Linked DNA regions of Mus musculus: regions 2, 3, 4 and 5 are each linked to region 1. A link is a contact called in public Hi-C and HiChIP or PLAC-seq data. All regions are on one chromosome and are shown on one strand. Each heading gives the region's core, a stretch centred on a gene start, on an enhancer-like site or on the middle of the called end of the contact. The rest is flanking DNA. Distances are from core to core; before and after follow the strand shown. Region 1 has its middle 7.1 kb from the start of Gm36732. Region 2 overlaps Babam2 (BRISC and BRCA1 A complex member 2). Region 3 overlaps Babam2 (BRISC and BRCA1 A complex member 2). Region 4 overlaps Babam2 (BRISC and BRCA1 A complex member 2). Region 5 overlaps Babam2 (BRISC and BRCA1 A complex member 2).

Region 1 (2,821 bases), core at 111-2,610:
GCCAAGTCTTTCTGTTTCATTAGTGTCTGCAGTTAGAATCCTGAATGAGGTCATCACAGGGCTTTCTATAGAAGAGTGGCAACGGCCACAAAGCCACCAGACCTGGGTTCCCATCTTGCTCCTTCACTTAAGTATCAAGACGATATAGCCCCAGTTCCCTCAGAAACATGAGGAAGATGACATCGGCATCACAGGCAACATAGGTGATGATCCATCCAGAAAGTTCTTTAGTGTAAGCGGCAGTGTCAAGCCCAGGACACAGAGAGTGCGCACAAGATGCAAGGTCTTTTCCTAAGCATGGTCTTCTCCTGGAGATTCTTCCCACAGGAAACTAAGGATGTTTCCTAAGACCTCTCTGGAGAGGAATCAGGTAGGAGGAAATCTAAGACGCAAAGATAAGTAAGATACCAGGTCCCCTGTCAGCTGACAGGGGACCTTAACCCCTCAAGCTGGGGGCGCTAAGACATTAGGGCACCTTGCAGACTATGGGCAGAATTACTAACCTTTATTTGACTCAGGATCTTCTGGTCCAGTGCTGTGTCCAAAGGACTCTAAGCTAGGTGTGGTGGTGGCTGCCTATAATTTCACAGTATTAGATTAAAAGCAGCAGAATTAAAAGCTCAAGGCCAGCCTTGGATGTTATAGGAGCCTGTCTGGAAAACCAGAGGACTGGGTGTGGGGATGGGGGGTGGGGAGGCCAGGGGGTGAGGGGGGGCAGAGTGACTCTATTTCAAAGGTCTGTCCTGAACTTGAAGCCCATCCACAATCACTCACTCTTGGGATTTCAAAGTATGACGGAAGAAACAGGGTCAGGTCCAGGTTGAGCCCAATTTGGAATCTCAGAGAGGAAAAGAAGCCAAAGTTGGCAGGGACTTCATGTCAGAGGAAATCTTCCTAGCCCATAGTGAGGCCGGACTGGGAAAGAAGGGCTCTGCTTTCGGATCCCAGCCTTGTATTTCCTGTTGATGGAGCACTGGGAAGCCTATAGGCCAAAGTGGGAATCAAATACTTGATAGCATGCGTTATCGTTACTAAGTCTGATCAGAGTCCACTGGCCCCTCTTCTGGCTAACACACTCCCTGGATACTGGGGGTGGGGTGAAGAGACAAGTCCTGGCAGCTTTGGATTCTGCTGTCCCTACACTGCCAGCTCGATGTGTAGCCGCCCACTTCAGAGCAGAGTCAGGGTGCATCTTTTCTTAAGAAGTGGAGCATTTCCTGTTTTGGAGGAGGAGGGATGGGGCTCTTCCTGGACCACATTGCCTCTTCAACCCCTCCACCCCCCCCCCACCACACCTCCCTCCCTGAGTTACTCACTCCTGGAAATAGGGCTGATGACATCGAGATGAGTCAGAGGCTCACGCGCGTCATGGCCCGACTGCTGGGAGGGTGAATGAGTTCAGTGCTCCCTAGACCACAGCCCTAGATGTGCACCAGGAGTCCAGGCAAGGCAACAGGCCTGGGGGCGGTGTACATGTCTGTACTTGTGTGTGTGTGTGTGTATACATGTGTGTATATGTGTGTGTGCGCGCAGTTGTGTGTGTACGTGTGTATATGTGTATGTGTGGCATGGCAGGAGGAGGCTAGCCTTTATTTAGCAATGAATTACATACAAGCCCTCATCCATTGCTCTCTCTTCCTAGCCCCTGAGTGATGCTAGCCTTTCTCAGCAACAGGTAACAACCCTAATGTCTTTCTAGGCAAGTAGGCTCAGAGGACTAACCCCTTGGAGAACTACCTGACTTCTTCTGACCAAATTACCCAGCTCTGCCCCAGCACAGTGAGGTATAGCAGCAGTCCTGAAACTGGTGGTCTAGCCTCAGCTTCTTTAGAAGGGCCCCTACCCCAGGGATTACCCTTGCAGGGATATGTATTCAGTGAGGGGGGGTGTGTTTATACTTTGAGGGATGCCCTAATTCACAGTGTCAGTCAAACACACACTTTAGGTCTGTTTTCCGTTTTCCATGTGTCGCATTTTGGAACATTTAGCGGACATAGGATCACTGCAAAGGAATGTATTAATTCAATGCATTTTGAAATGTCTCTTTAACATTCTTGGAGTTACAGTGCAAGCTGAGCATACTAATAGAGGCAAAACAACACGCAAGCTAGACTCTCCTGGCACTTGGTAAATAGGGCTGAAGTACCAGTTTCCCCATACCTAACATGGGTGTAGCCAGGGCACAAATGGTATGGAAAATAACACCAGGACCGTGAAGCAGGAGGCAGCCCCACCTCTGAGTTCTCTCTTTTACCCTCCCCAAACAGCCACTGCTCCAAACATTGCTCCTCACAGACCTTGAGGACTGCTGCTTGGACCCTTTAGGATTTCCTTCCAGTTGATCTAAACGAGAATGGAACGAAACCTCTCAGGATAGAGGGGTTAGAATTCAGAAGAATGCATTTTGATTTGGGTATGGGGCACACACCTGCGATCCTGGCACTTGGGAGGCTGAGGAGAGAGGATTATTGATTTGAAGTTGGCTTGAGCCACATAGTGAGATCCCCTCTTTCAAAATGAACTGATTGATGGCACTTTGATATCTCAGGCATGGGCTAGGACAGCAAAGAGAACGAGGATTCAACTCTCCAGGGCTCCCCTAGTGTCATGTCATTAGCTCCAGTGCAATCAGAGGGGACAGACTGTCCCCAGCTCACATTCTTCAGTGTCAGGCGGGGTTTACTAGGGATGTCCTACAGGGTGGGAAGAAACCGTGAGTAATCTACTCAGTGTATAAGAGGTAAAATTCTTTCCCCTGTAACCCAGTGAAGACTCCTGATGCTAGAAAAGTTAAACAAACAAACAACTCCATTGGTAGAGT
Region 2 (2,886 bases), core at 310-2,809, 440 kb after region 1:
TCTTCTCTGCATGCCATCCCAAGAGCACTGTCAGGATTTGGGCTGTTTCTACAGTGCTGTCTAATGTCCATAAAGTGGATATAAAATCTACCTTCAGCACAATTTCTTTGGGCTATTTCCCCCATGGAGGGGCAGAGCTTCCCTTTCCTTTCCTTCCCTTTCCCCTTCCCCTTCCCTTCCCCTTCCCTTCCCTCCCCTCCCCTTCCCTCCTCTTCCCTTTGTTAGGAGCTATGATGCAAGACCACAGTTACACTTCATATGCTACTGGACCCTGCTAAAGACAGGCTTCTCTCTCATAGAAATGAAAAGAATAGCCTGGAGTACAAAGAGCCTGTGCCACGACAGACAGCTCAGGGTGCTATGTTAAATAAAGTAACTCGCTCATGAGTTGGTATCCCCTTTATTAAACAGGTTCTTTTCTTTGGTGGACTAAGATTAAAAAAAGCAATTACTAGTCTACAGGAAGAAATCAGTTGCCAAAATCTAGCTTTCAACTCACAGAAAGCTAGATGTTCCCTTTTCTAATTCCCATCCACTATGGCAAGATACTGAGAAACGACTAAAGTGATGTTTCTCTCATCTTAAAGGGTGAAGAGGGTACTTTAACCACTTCTGTGTTCATTATAGTTTGAAAACTGTGAGGCAAATACTCAAGAAATTCACTCAGGTAAAGAGACTTAACAGATGCCAGTAACAGGAGCAGAAGTTCTGAGTGCTGAAAGAAACAGAAGAATTAAGTAGGCAACAATATGGCCTAATTAATTAGACTGAAGCTTAAAATCAAACACTCTAAGCAAAGCAAAATCCTGTTGTCCCTCTAAAGACTTCATCTGCACTGGGGAGAGGACTTCCACTCTTCACAGATGTTCTACTGCACACATCTGCATCATGGGAAAACAAGGCCAGACTTAGAGGTGACAAGAAAGATCACTTGCATTTTTGCCCTAGTCCAGCAATATGGGCAGAGTTCTTTCAAACTGCTACCTATCCAAAGCCTTTATAATTTGCCAAAGTTTGAAGTAATTTGTTCTTTCAAAGGAAGAAAGCAACAACAAGAAACAATAGTGTGTTTCCTGCCTTATGAAGAATACAACAGAGCTTCCCAACTGCACGTCCTAGAGACACATGCCAATTGCCTCACATGTACAGGAAAGCAGCTACTGATAGAGGACCAAACAGAATGGTCTACACAGGGAGGACAGAGCACAGAGCACACACGAACTGCCAGATTTCACCCCTGAGGCTGGCACATACACATTCCAGAAGGCTGGGGATCCTGGACCTTTGACAACCAAATTCCATCATCTTTCTCTGAGAGAACAGTTATCTTTCCAGAAGATGCATCAGAGAAATGCTACCCAGAGCCTTGCCAGGCCTATCTGCACTTAGTGGTCCTGGCCCTGCTTCCATTGTTCTTCCGTCTGTGTTGAGCCTCCATCTGAGACCATGCAGAACCACCTGAGCAAGAATCATGTTTGCCTGCACGCACCAACATGATCTCAGCCATGAGCCCACGATATGCCATGTGTGAGTCACAGGCAGTGATGATGGTAAAAAGAAAAACTAATATTTGGAGTTCACCAAATAATGAGTCACGCTCCTGGGAGAAAAGGAATCCTTACAGCTGGCAGCTCCTTAGTATGAAATTTTTAAATTGTTGTAACATTAATATTAATTCCATGAAAGCTGGCAAGAAGGAAATGAGTGAGAAATGCAGTATTTGGTTGCCTGGTACCATGTAAAGCCCAGTTCATGCTCCAAGAACAAGAATGAGAAGGACATCGACTGCCTACTCCTGACGTGCGTGCCTCCCACACTCACCCTGACAAGCTGCTCCATCTCCCACACAACACTTCCATACTAATTTTGACCCTCATGAGTTAAAAAGAAGTCTTGCTTTCTCGGTACCCAAATGCCAAGTGGGATCTTGTGGGCTCTCACCTTTATAAAGGGAATGTTTGAAAACAGGCCCCTTTGGCTGTGACATCAGTGAGTTGCTGAGGCCTGCAAGGGCCGGAGGAAAGATTCCCAGTCCCTCGCAGCGCTGCCGCACTCCTACGGTACAATCTGGCAATGGCCAGGGACCAAAGCTTTAAAGCTGTTTTATGGTATTTAACATATGGTCATAAATTGCTCAGTGCTCTAAAGAGGGGCTAAATTTGCCACCCCTATTGATGAGACATGTTCTTATTTATTTAAATTTAGTGGCAAACTGGCATTTCTCCAGAAGGAGAGGGTTAGGCACAAGTACAAAGAAAGAACTAATGAGAGCTGGTTTGCAGCTCTGCTATGTACTGAACACAACCACTATCAAGCAGGGGCTTACCATGAGAAAAACAATAATAGGGACAGATTCCAATGTCTAAGGCCCAAGGAGGGGGAGGAGTACAGATTTGATTCGGAATACATTTTTTATTTTTTTCAGAATACATTTAAAAACTTTTAATCATTTTCTCTTTTTCCTCCAACAAGGGCTGTCTACCCATCTCTCTGTTGCCTCTGCCTCTTTATTCTCCTCACAAATTAGAGATCCTTGGTCTTTACTTGAAATCTCTGTAATTCCCTAGAATATCCCAAATCTTGCAAGCATTTTCTGATTTTGCCATATTTTTGGCTAAGTTTTTTTTAATGGATATAATTCTCCATCTCTAAAAATATAATCCTACCAAGATATTAAGTTCCCTTCCCTCTACAAGTCAGCAATCATATAGCATTTGAGTGTGTGGAGGGTGTATGCAAATGATATTAACAGGGATGGTGTCAACAGGTAAATACCAAAGCAGCGTCACCAGTGAATTCGGTTTTATATCTATACGGTGATTATCTTGCTTAGATCTGGGATGTGAAAGGGATTTCTACAAGCTGGAGGTTCGGCAGCAGTCTGGG
Region 3 (3,106 bases), core at 493-2,992, 330 kb after region 1:
GATAATAAAAATAACCATTCATTTTTCATCCTTGAGTTGTTTATCAGAACCTCAAAGATAATTACAGCTTTTATCGTCTATTATAATACGTAGAAATCCATCATGTGAATTCTAGATCAAAATATGATTATCAAGGAAAGAATGAAAAGCAGGCCCAAAAGTTAAATTTTAAAACCATTTGACAGTATCAGAGAATCTGTGAAAGCTCCCTGTGGGACCTCTAGCATCTAGAAGAATGACCTACATATAGGTGCGAGCCAGACCATGCTCACTCAGTGGAAGAACGAATCTCACTCAGAGGGAAGTGCCCTTTTGTCTGAGGGTGTTTGCTATTGCTAGATACACTAGCTGGGCATATTGGTGTGATCACAGTCATCGTACGTGCAAACAATGCATACTGGCCACGGGAAGAGATGTCTTCCTTTATGGAATCAGTCATCCTGGGCTGGTAAAGTGTGGGAATAAAAAAAAAAAAGTGGCAATCAACAGATTCTGAATTACAGTTTGACAGGTGAAAGAAGTTCTGGTGGGCTATTATTGCACAAGAGCCTGACCATAAGTAGCAATAATTGACTTTATACTTTAAAAAGCTGGAATCAAGAATCATTTGACTTTTAAGGTTTTTATCCATAAAGAAATAGTACATGTTTAAGGAGTATATATGTTCACCCTAATATAAATAATATAGAGTATACATATATCAAAACTTTAAGTGGTACCCAATAATATGTAATTTTTGTTTTAATGTAATGGCATGATCACTTAACAGTCATTGACCATTTTCAATAAAAATAGGGGGAAACAACATGAACACACTATTATTTTTCTAGACAAGTTACAGGGACAGGTGCTATTGCAGGCACTAGAACAGCATATCAAACAAGAAGAATGGCTTTCCTCTGAAAATCAAAATTGTCATGGCATGGCAGGTGGGTTGTGCACATGTGTATAGACCCATGCATGTGCACATGCACATACGGTAAACAGGCCCTTTATTTATTCCCAAATTCCCACAACATACTGAGGTAAGAGTGGGTATGGATATCAATTTTCCAGATTTTCCAGGTTGGTTCTGAAGCTCAGAGGAATTCCTTAGGCAGAAAACACATGTTTCTTTAGCATAAGCCTTGCAACCTCAGCAGAATGTGGAAATTTCTAGAGAGCTTTAAGGTCTATAGCTTTTGAGGCCTGTCCCCAGAGACTGGAATCTATTGGTCTGGGTGTAGCAATACAGTGTTTTTCAAGTTCCTCAGAACTGAGTGCAACTAGTTGAGAGCACCTCAGGATTTCCTGGGGATTAAACTTCCATCTTGTCTCAAAAAGGCCTCCGTGCCTGGGAGAATAGGTGAGTTGGAGAAACCCAAGTCACATTAACCACACCTGCAGATGCAAAGGGGCTCACACGGAGCCCTGGGCTTAACATGGAATACACACAAGAAGTTTAAAGAGCATCATCAGAGTACCCTCTGCAGAGCTGTGATGTGTGGCCGGAGTCTTTGGGATTCTAATCCTGTAAGATCCTGAACATATGCATGAGAACCAGCTGCTGAGAAACAGTGAGCCTCTTTTTTACTTCCTGATGATTAATTACAAGCATACAGTTCTGTTTTCTGAGAATTCTCTTAAATACTTTTTTCTCAGCAATGTAGAAAATACAAATAGAAAACATCACCCGCAGTCTATGGCTTAAATATGAGTCACACTTTCTTTTCCCTTGTCTGTATGCATACACGAAATGGCCAGATTCCTTCTGCATAGTTTTTCTGCTCAGAGGTTATTTTCAGTTAATAGCATGTTGCAATGTTGTCTTCTACTAAAGATAACAGATTCACTTCAGAAAGCTTTATCTATGAGAAGCAAAACTCCACACTGAGATGCCCTAGTAGCAAGAACATTGACACGGATTCTGTGGAAGGTGATGTCAGAGGCAGCAGTGAAAGAGGGATGATGGTTGGGTTTCTTTATTAGCTTGCAGAAGGGTAAAAGGTTGCTACTGAGTTTGCAAGTCCAGAGACTTCACTCTCTCACCCCACCTCTAGCAATTCACCAAAACCTCTAGCTTGGTCTTGCTACAAGCATCCAGAAGTGTTTGCCTCGGGTGAACAAATGCTTGTTTTTCTCTGGCTCAGCATCCCTGTTCCTGGGCTGGACATTTGTTATAACCTTAGTCCCCTGATGAGTTCAGGAGGCAGCTTGTGCTCTCTCTCTCTCTCTCCCTTCCTCCCTCTCTCTTGCCCTCAACCCTCAACTCCTGTGCATATGCTTTTTATTTACATTTCAAATGTTTTCCCCTTTCCAGGTCTCCCCTCCGGAAACCCCTATCCCATCCCCCCTACCCCTGCCTTTATGAGGGTGCTCCCCCACCCACCCACTCCTGTCTTCCCACCCTGGCATTCCCCTACACTGGGGCATCGAACACCCTCAGGCCCAAGGGCTGCTCCTTCCACTGATGTCCAACAGGGCCATCTTCTGCCACATATGCGGCCTGACACAAGTCCCTCCATGTGTATTCCTTGGTTGGGTCCAGTCCACGGGAGCTCTAGGGGGTCTAGCCAGTTGATTGACACTGTTGCTCTCTCCATGGGGCTGCAAACCCACTCAGCTTCTTCAGTCTCTTCTCCAACTCCTCCATCAGGCACCCTGCACTCAGTCCAATGGTTGGCTGCAAGCATTCCACCTCTGTATTTGTCAGACTCTGGCAGAGCCTCTCAGGAGACAGCCATATCAGGCTTCCATCAGCAAGCAGTTCCTGGCTTTCAAAATAGAGTCTGGGTTTGGTGGCTGCAAATGGGATGGATCCCCAGGTGGGGCAGTCTATGGATGGCCTTTCCTTCAGTCTCTGCTCCACACTTTGATTCCATATTTCCCCCTGTGAGTATTTTGTTCACCCTTCTAAGAAGCAATGAAGTATCCACATTTTGGTCTTCCTTCTTCTTGGGCTTCATATGGTCTGTGAATTGAATCTTGGGTATTCTGAACTTTTGGGCTAATATCCACTGTGCAGCATATGCTTATCCACTCCTGTGGGTGTGTGTGTGTGTGTGTGTGTGTGTGTGTGTGTGTGTGTGTGTGTTTTAAAGATGGACCTTAACCACTGGAATGACCT
Region 4 (3,051 bases), core at 31-2,530, 480 kb after region 1:
TGTGTGAGTCTGGAACCAACCTGGGCTACATAATGAAATTCTCTCAACATTCCCACAAGAAGGCAATCAGGCAGGAAGGCAGGAGACGAAATGAAAGAAGTAACTAGAACTCATCCTGAGGATGCAATCCAAGGCATACACATCCCACACATCCCAGTGGAAACCCTCAGCATCATTTTTTTATTGTTATCTGAAGCTTTAATATAATATTTTTTCGTTCTTTGAGAATTTTATAAAATGTTCTTTTGATCATATTCACTTCCTGCTCTTCTCCCTATCCCCTCAACCCCTTGACCCTACTCCCAACTTCCCGTCATCTTCATTTAAGTCCACTGAGTATAAATTGTGCCATCCATATAGTCACAGGTATGAAGCCATCCACTGAAGCATGGTTGGCTCACCAAGGGCCACATCCTTAAAGGAAACTGACTATCTCACACCCAGAAGCCACCATGTCAATAGTTCCTTAGTTAGAAAAGAAAGGCTCAAGAGCTGTTTCCTCTCCACGCTAGAATATTCGTCGGCTTAATGTCTTGCTGATCTTATACAAGTAACCACAGCTATTGTAAGTTCCTAAGCACAGAGGCCCTCCCATGTCCAGACAATACTGTTTTGCTCTGGCCCTCCCTGACTTCTGGCTCTAATCACCTTTCTCCTTTTAGAGGGAGGGAAACACAGATATTCCGTTTGTGACTGAGTCCTCCACTAACACTCTCTGCACTTTGACCAGTGTTGAGTTTCGATGTTAACCACCACGTGCTGCAAAGACGCCTCTCTGCTGGATCCTGAGAGCTGTACTCTATTATCTATAGAGGTAGAGGTGAGAGCAGTAAATACCACGTCCACTTAGGAGAACAGCACTAATGGGCTCACCCCTGGGGAAGGTGAACCCCCCACCAGACCCAGGTCCTTGGCAAGATTACAGTACCAGGCATGCACTTCCTCTCATGCTCATGGAGAGGGCCTTAACCCCATCAGAAAGTGCAGCCCCAGAATAACCAAGCCACTACTGTACCCACAGGCATATCCTGCCACTCCAGGCATCACTGCAGCTCAGTGTTCAAGGCTTAGGCTGCTGCTGATTTTCCCCCAGCAGCCTACACAGAACCTTCTAGTACCATGAAAGCTAAGCCAGCAGGAAGGAAGCTTCGTGGTCAGTACAAACTTTATTTCTCCATGTCCAGTAATCAATGTGTGTGGTGCCTTCAGCAATAACCCAACACTATTAAAGTCTATGGATACTGGGGGTTTTTTCCTACAGAAGTTCAGTTTACAAAGTAGAGACTGTAAGAAACTAACCATGACCAAGAATGAGATGGAACAACTGTAACTATACACAATCATAAAAGCCATGTGAACAAGGCTGCTTTCTATTTAGAGTTTCAAGAAATACTAGTATTTTTGGATCGTGGGTGGCTGCAAATAACTGAAACTACAGAAAGCGAAACTTCAGATAAGGAAAGACTACTATGTAAAGATTACACTATAGCCATCAAAGCATTCCTATTACAAAGACAGCATTATTCACAGCAGCTTATACCATTGTCCTTACTGCTAGATCTAGCCCTGCTTGAGTTAACCAATAACTTGGCATGAGCTAATCATATACCCTACCTCCATAATCATAACAATATAATCACTAACTCTCCATTAAAAGGTTTTTACTCTGGAGGAAGCAGGTGCACTGAGGAATGGAAGGGAAGGCAGTACTAGGAAAGGCCCAATTTCAATACAGTTTCTTCTAGGTGTGTGTGTGTGTGTGTGTGTGTGTGTGTGTGTGTGTGTGTATTCAAGTAGGTTAATGCATGAGTGGGTGTGCATGTTCCCGTTCATGTGCCCACATGCACACATGAAGGCCAGAGGTCAATGTCACAGGTCTTCCTCTGTGACTCTCTACCTTGTTTTTTTGAGACAGGGTCTCTTGCAGAACCTGAAGCTCAACAATTTGGCTAGGCTGACTTGTCAATAAGTTCCAGAGATCTGCCTATCTCTGCTCCCCAAATGCCTGCCTGCTAGCTCTGGGGTTACAGATGTGTGCTCCCACTCCTGGATTTTATGTGTGTGCTAGGGAATCCACACTTGCATTTCATGATTTGTGTGGCAAGCACTTTACCAAGTAAGCCATTTCCCCAGACCCTTTTCTAACCTTTAAAGAAAAAATTACAGGTGAAGGAGGCTAGAGAAGAGAGTTCAACTTCACAAAAGTCAACTTAACAAAGTGAAGAATATATACTAAGTACCTTGGATTTCAACAAGGTAAGAATTTTGTGCATCAAATGATATTATCAATATTGTAAAATAGTGTCCCAAGTTACCTTTCTACAGACCATATTATACAAAATTATATGGTGAGTCGGTAAAACTAAGCACAGAATTGCTGTACAATCCAGCAAGTCCTAGAAAACAAGCTTAGAGAGTTGGACATCTTTACCAACAGCATCACTGTTCACAGCAGCCAAGAAATGCGTACAATAGACATCACTGGAAAAAGTACACAATATGATATATACACGTGAAGTTGCAGAAACACACCACAGAAAGAGAGAGAGAGAGAGAAATACTACTCAACATTAAAATGGAAAAAATTTCTGACACATACTACAATATGGATTAACCTTGAATATACCATGCAAAGTGAAATAAGCTATTCACAAAAAGATAAATAACTCTATGACTCTACTTACTTACTACCTAAAATAGTTAAACTCATAGAGACAAAGTAAATGCCATTTGTCACTGGTTGAGTGAAGGGAAGACCAGGGAGTTACTTTCTCATGGGTACTTGAGTTTGCAAACCTTAAAAAGGGCTGGCCACAAGTACACCACCTTCACATTTGGGTGGACTATACATTATAAAACAACAGATTTTATGTTACATATATTTTTCCCACATTAAGAGGTTGTACAAGGATCAAACTGTACCTGTATTTTAATAATTAAGTGAACCACTAAAAATAATACTTTTAAATTAAAACATCTAAAAGTCCAGAGATGAAAAAAAAAATCATTGAGGATTTAAAAGATGAAAATGGCCTCCAAAATGTCAAATTG
Region 5 (2,770 bases), core at 6-2,505, 350 kb after region 1:
CCTTTCACCTTTGCTCTTCATCCATGAAGGTTGCCTTTGTTCCCCTCAGAGCAGGATGCTGTATGATAGGGAAGCCACCAAGCAAATGTGTCTGCACTTGGAATGTGACCAACTGAACAGAGAGGTGGTCAGAAATTTCAAAACTTAACTATAAATTCATATTTATACTACTACATATGCATATTATTTTATTTTTAGTATATATGTGTCTTAGGGTTTCTATTCCTGCACAAACATCATGACCAAGAAGCAGTTGGGGAGGAAAGGATTTATTCAGCTTACACTTTCCATACTGCTGCTCATCACCAAGGAAGTCAGGACTGGAACTCAAGCAGGTCAGGAAGCAGGAGCTGATGCAGAGGCCATGGAGGGATGCTCTTTACTGGCTTGCATCCTCTGGCTTGCTCAGCCTGCTCTCTTATAGAACCAAGACTACCAGCCCAGAGATGGTCCCACCCACAAGGGGTCTTTCCCCCTTGATCACTAATTGAGAAAATGCCTAACAGTTGGATCTCATGGAGGCATTTCCTCAACTGAAGCTCCTTTCTCTATGATAACTCCAGCTGTGTCAAGTTGACACAAAACTAGCCAGTACAAAGTGCTTTTATGTTTTGAAAATATATAATACATTAAGTAAACGAGCAAAACTAGTTCAGTTGTTTTCTTGCAACTTTTTTAGTGTGGCCACTAGAAATTGTTACAGTGCATTACATAGCTTGTATTTTATTCTACCCTAAGACATGGTGATGTGAGGTGATGAAAAACACTGCTATGCATAGTCCTACATTAAATTTCTTGAGCATTAAAACATCTTGGGAAAGAAAAAGATTTTTCCTTTCATACTTTAGTTTCCAAGACTCTGACTGGTCAAGTTAAGGTCACCTAGCCTCTTCTATGTATTAAGGCAACTGTGCTGATCAGCTCTACCAGAACTGTGGGAACTGGAGAGAGGAAATATCTGGGCAGACGATGCCAGCAGCAATATCTGTCTATCTGTCTGTCTGTCTGTCTGTCTTCTCCTCCATGGACTTACTTCCCCACACTGGGCATGAATTGCTATCACAGGAGGAAGGGACAGGAGACATAAGGCTGATCGATCAAACATTCACTGCCTCCCCTAACAGTGGCAGGAGTCTGACCAAAGTCCTTCTCTAAATACGACATTAAACCACATATTCCTTGAATAAATGAGATTGCTCTGAGTCATGACTCTGAATGGCAAGCACTTCAGATTTCCACACTTGAACTCTCAATCAAATGTGCCTACTCCAAGGATACTTTTGCTCAGCTAGAGCTCTAGAGCTCATGAGCCTAGCTGCTCATGGAGGTACTGATTTCAAAGAGCAACTCTCCATAGGCGCAAGCTGGCAACACTGAAACCTTCTGGTCTTCTCATCTATGATGATTAAGCATGTAACGAGTCTGGAAATATTTATATTTTGAACTGAATCCACGTAAATTACAGGCAAAAGTCTATAGCAATAGTTCTAAAACTGTTCAGAACTCACCCTTAAAAGAATTGAAAACCCCAAAGAGTTCTTGGTTAGATGTTATCTGGACTGATATATACTTATATTTTGTTTTGTTTTGGTATAGTTTTTGACTGTTTGTTTGTTTGCTTGCTTGCTTGGTTTTAGACAGGGTCTCACTAAGTAGCCCTGACTGGCCTAGAAATTACTTAGACCAGGCTGCCCTGGAAATCACAGAATCTGGCCAAGTACTGGAAAGTGCCACCATGTCCAGCTACTAATAACTAAGCTTTTGATATATACCATTTAAACTGACTTTAAAAGAAAACATATGCCTTAGGAGGGTTTATCATGTTTATTTTTTTTAAAACAATCTAAAGTTTTAAATTTAAGTTCCTTATCCTTATTATCTATATAGATATTTGATTGTTCCAGCATCATCTTATTCAAAAGATTATTTTTTTACCTCTGAACTAACCCTGCACTTTTGTCAAAAATCAGTGGTTCACACGGGTCTGATATGAATATTTTATTTTGTTCCATGGCTTTATACTGATCATCTGGATTACTACAACTTTTCATGGTAAATTGACCATTACTAAGCAATCAAATCTGAGAAATAGTGTAGTCAGGGTATTAGCACTCCAGCCAAGCATTTCAGAAGTGTCTGAAGATATCCTTGCAGACAAGGTGGAAAGGCAGTGTGTGCTGGCACTAGCTAGGAAGCCATCAAGAGCTGGCAGCACCGAAGAAGCAGCAGTGAGGAGTAGGCAGCTATCCCCTGACATGTGCGGCAAGCCTCTGTTGAGACACAGAGGCAATGACCCGAGTAGAGAAGGCAAAAGGATCTACTCATCAAATCTATTTTCTAGGATGCTAAAAGGAAAACTGAAAAACTTACCCAGAATTCAGCCCCTACCGCCAAAATACATACATAGCCAACAACAAGTAGGTGTTACATGAGCACAAGGTCAACACATAGCATAAGGATAGATAGGTAGGTAGATAGACAGATAGATAGATAGATAGATAGATAGATAGATAGATGGATGGATGGATGGATGGATGGATGGATGGATGGATGGATGGATAGATAGATTCTTAATCTGTAACAACAGATCAACAGATGACAGCATCATTACCTCTATAAAATTTACTATTTTGATTTTCAGGGACTTGGTTCAGACAAATATTATATTTTCTTACTCTATATTTGATTGCTATAATAGAAAACCACACCCCAAGTTGTTTGTTTGTTTACAAATACCTTAATATTGTCCATGATTTTCATTAATTTTTAA

The links. Hi-C and Micro-C count contacts between places; a contact is called where the count stands out from the background. HiChIP or PLAC-seq counts read pairs in DNA pulled down with a chosen protein or histone mark.
Region 2: a contact with region 1 is called in a FOXA1 HiChIP or PLAC-seq map of pancreatic cancer cells. The contact joins two enhancer-like sites. A contact is called at or near these places in 1 of 39 promoter capture datasets (liver), 9 of 484 Hi-C or Micro-C datasets (the C2C12 cell line, bone marrow-derived macrophages, embryonic stem cells and 4 more) and 5 of 115 datasets of contacts at active chromatin or transcription factors (the NIH/3T3 cell line, embryonic fibroblasts, embryonic stem cells and 2 more).
Region 3: a contact with region 1 is called in a Hi-C map of embryonic fibroblasts, with 7 times the contacts expected there. The contact joins two enhancer-like sites. A contact is called at or near these places in 1 of 15 datasets of contacts at CTCF or cohesin (the NIH/3T3 cell line), 18 of 484 Hi-C or Micro-C datasets (3T3-L1-derived adipocytes, the C2C12 cell line, Th1 cells and 11 more) and 7 of 115 datasets of contacts at active chromatin or transcription factors (CD8 T cells, the NIH/3T3 cell line, acute myeloid leukemia and 3 more).
Region 4: a contact with region 1 is called in a Hi-C map of uterus, with 3 times the contacts expected there. The contact joins two enhancer-like sites. A contact is called at or near these places in 2 of 39 promoter capture datasets (the C10 cell line and embryonic stem cells), 6 of 15 datasets of contacts at CTCF or cohesin (the NIH/3T3 cell line, embryonic stem cells, large pre-B cells and 2 more), 89 of 484 Hi-C or Micro-C datasets (the AML12 cell line, the BV-2 cell line, the Ba/F3 cell line and 41 more), 8 of 115 datasets of contacts at active chromatin or transcription factors (CD8 T cells, the HPC-7 cell line, Th2 cells and 5 more) and 1 of 9 other capture datasets (adipose tissue).
Region 5: a contact with region 1 is called in an H3K27ac HiChIP or PLAC-seq map of the NIH/3T3 cell line, with 3 times the contacts expected there. The contact joins two enhancer-like sites. A contact is called at or near these places in 1 of 15 datasets of contacts at CTCF or cohesin (the NIH/3T3 cell line), 1 of 484 Hi-C or Micro-C datasets (bone marrow-derived macrophages) and 5 of 115 datasets of contacts at active chromatin or transcription factors (CD8 T cells, the NIH/3T3 cell line, embryonic stem cells and 1 more).

The regions. Positions count from the first base shown.
Region 1 is chr5:32,190,765-32,193,585 of GRCm38.p6, reverse strand. No RefSeq gene overlaps it. Among named protein-coding and RNA genes, the nearest start is that of Gm36732, 7.1 kb to the right of the region's middle. Within about 2 kb of position 1,360, at least 142 of the 459 cell types and tissues checked have an H3K27ac peak or open chromatin away from gene starts, as enhancers often do. A contact at or near this core is called in the AML12 cell line, the C2C12 cell line, CD8 T cells and 9 more, where this site is marked.
Region 2 is chr5:31,749,829-31,752,714 of GRCm38.p6, reverse strand. All of the region lies in intron 3 of Babam2 (BRISC and BRCA1 A complex member 2), which reads right to left. Among named protein-coding and RNA genes, the nearest start is that of Babam2, 53 kb to the right of the region's middle. Within about 2 kb of position 1,559, at least 64 of the 459 cell types and tissues checked have an H3K27ac peak or open chromatin away from gene starts, as enhancers often do. A contact at or near this core is called in the C2C12 cell line, the NIH/3T3 cell line, embryonic fibroblasts and 3 more, where this site is marked.
Region 3 is chr5:31,864,992-31,868,097 of GRCm38.p6, reverse strand. All of the region lies in intron 6 of Babam2 (BRISC and BRCA1 A complex member 2), which reads right to left. Among named protein-coding and RNA genes, the nearest start is that of Gm52770, 130 kb to the left of the region's middle. Within about 2 kb of position 1,742, at least 21 of the 459 cell types and tissues checked have an H3K27ac peak or open chromatin away from gene starts, as enhancers often do. A contact at or near this core is called in CD8 T cells, the NIH/3T3 cell line and embryonic fibroblasts, where this site is marked.
Region 4 is chr5:31,711,885-31,714,935 of GRCm38.p6, reverse strand. All of the region lies in intron 2 of Babam2 (BRISC and BRCA1 A complex member 2), which reads right to left. Among named protein-coding and RNA genes, the nearest start is that of Babam2, 15 kb to the right of the region's middle. Within about 2 kb of position 1,280, at least 70 of the 459 cell types and tissues checked have an H3K27ac peak or open chromatin away from gene starts, as enhancers often do. A contact at or near this core is called in the AML12 cell line, CD8 T cells, Th2 cells and 3 more, where this site is marked.
Region 5 is chr5:31,843,501-31,846,270 of GRCm38.p6, reverse strand. The region is part of intron 6 of Babam2 (BRISC and BRCA1 A complex member 2); the gene reads right to left. Among named protein-coding and RNA genes, the nearest start is that of Babam2, 150 kb to the right of the region's middle. Within about 2 kb of position 1,255, at least 8 of the 459 cell types and tissues checked have an H3K27ac peak or open chromatin away from gene starts, as enhancers often do. A contact at or near this core is called in the NIH/3T3 cell line, where this site is marked.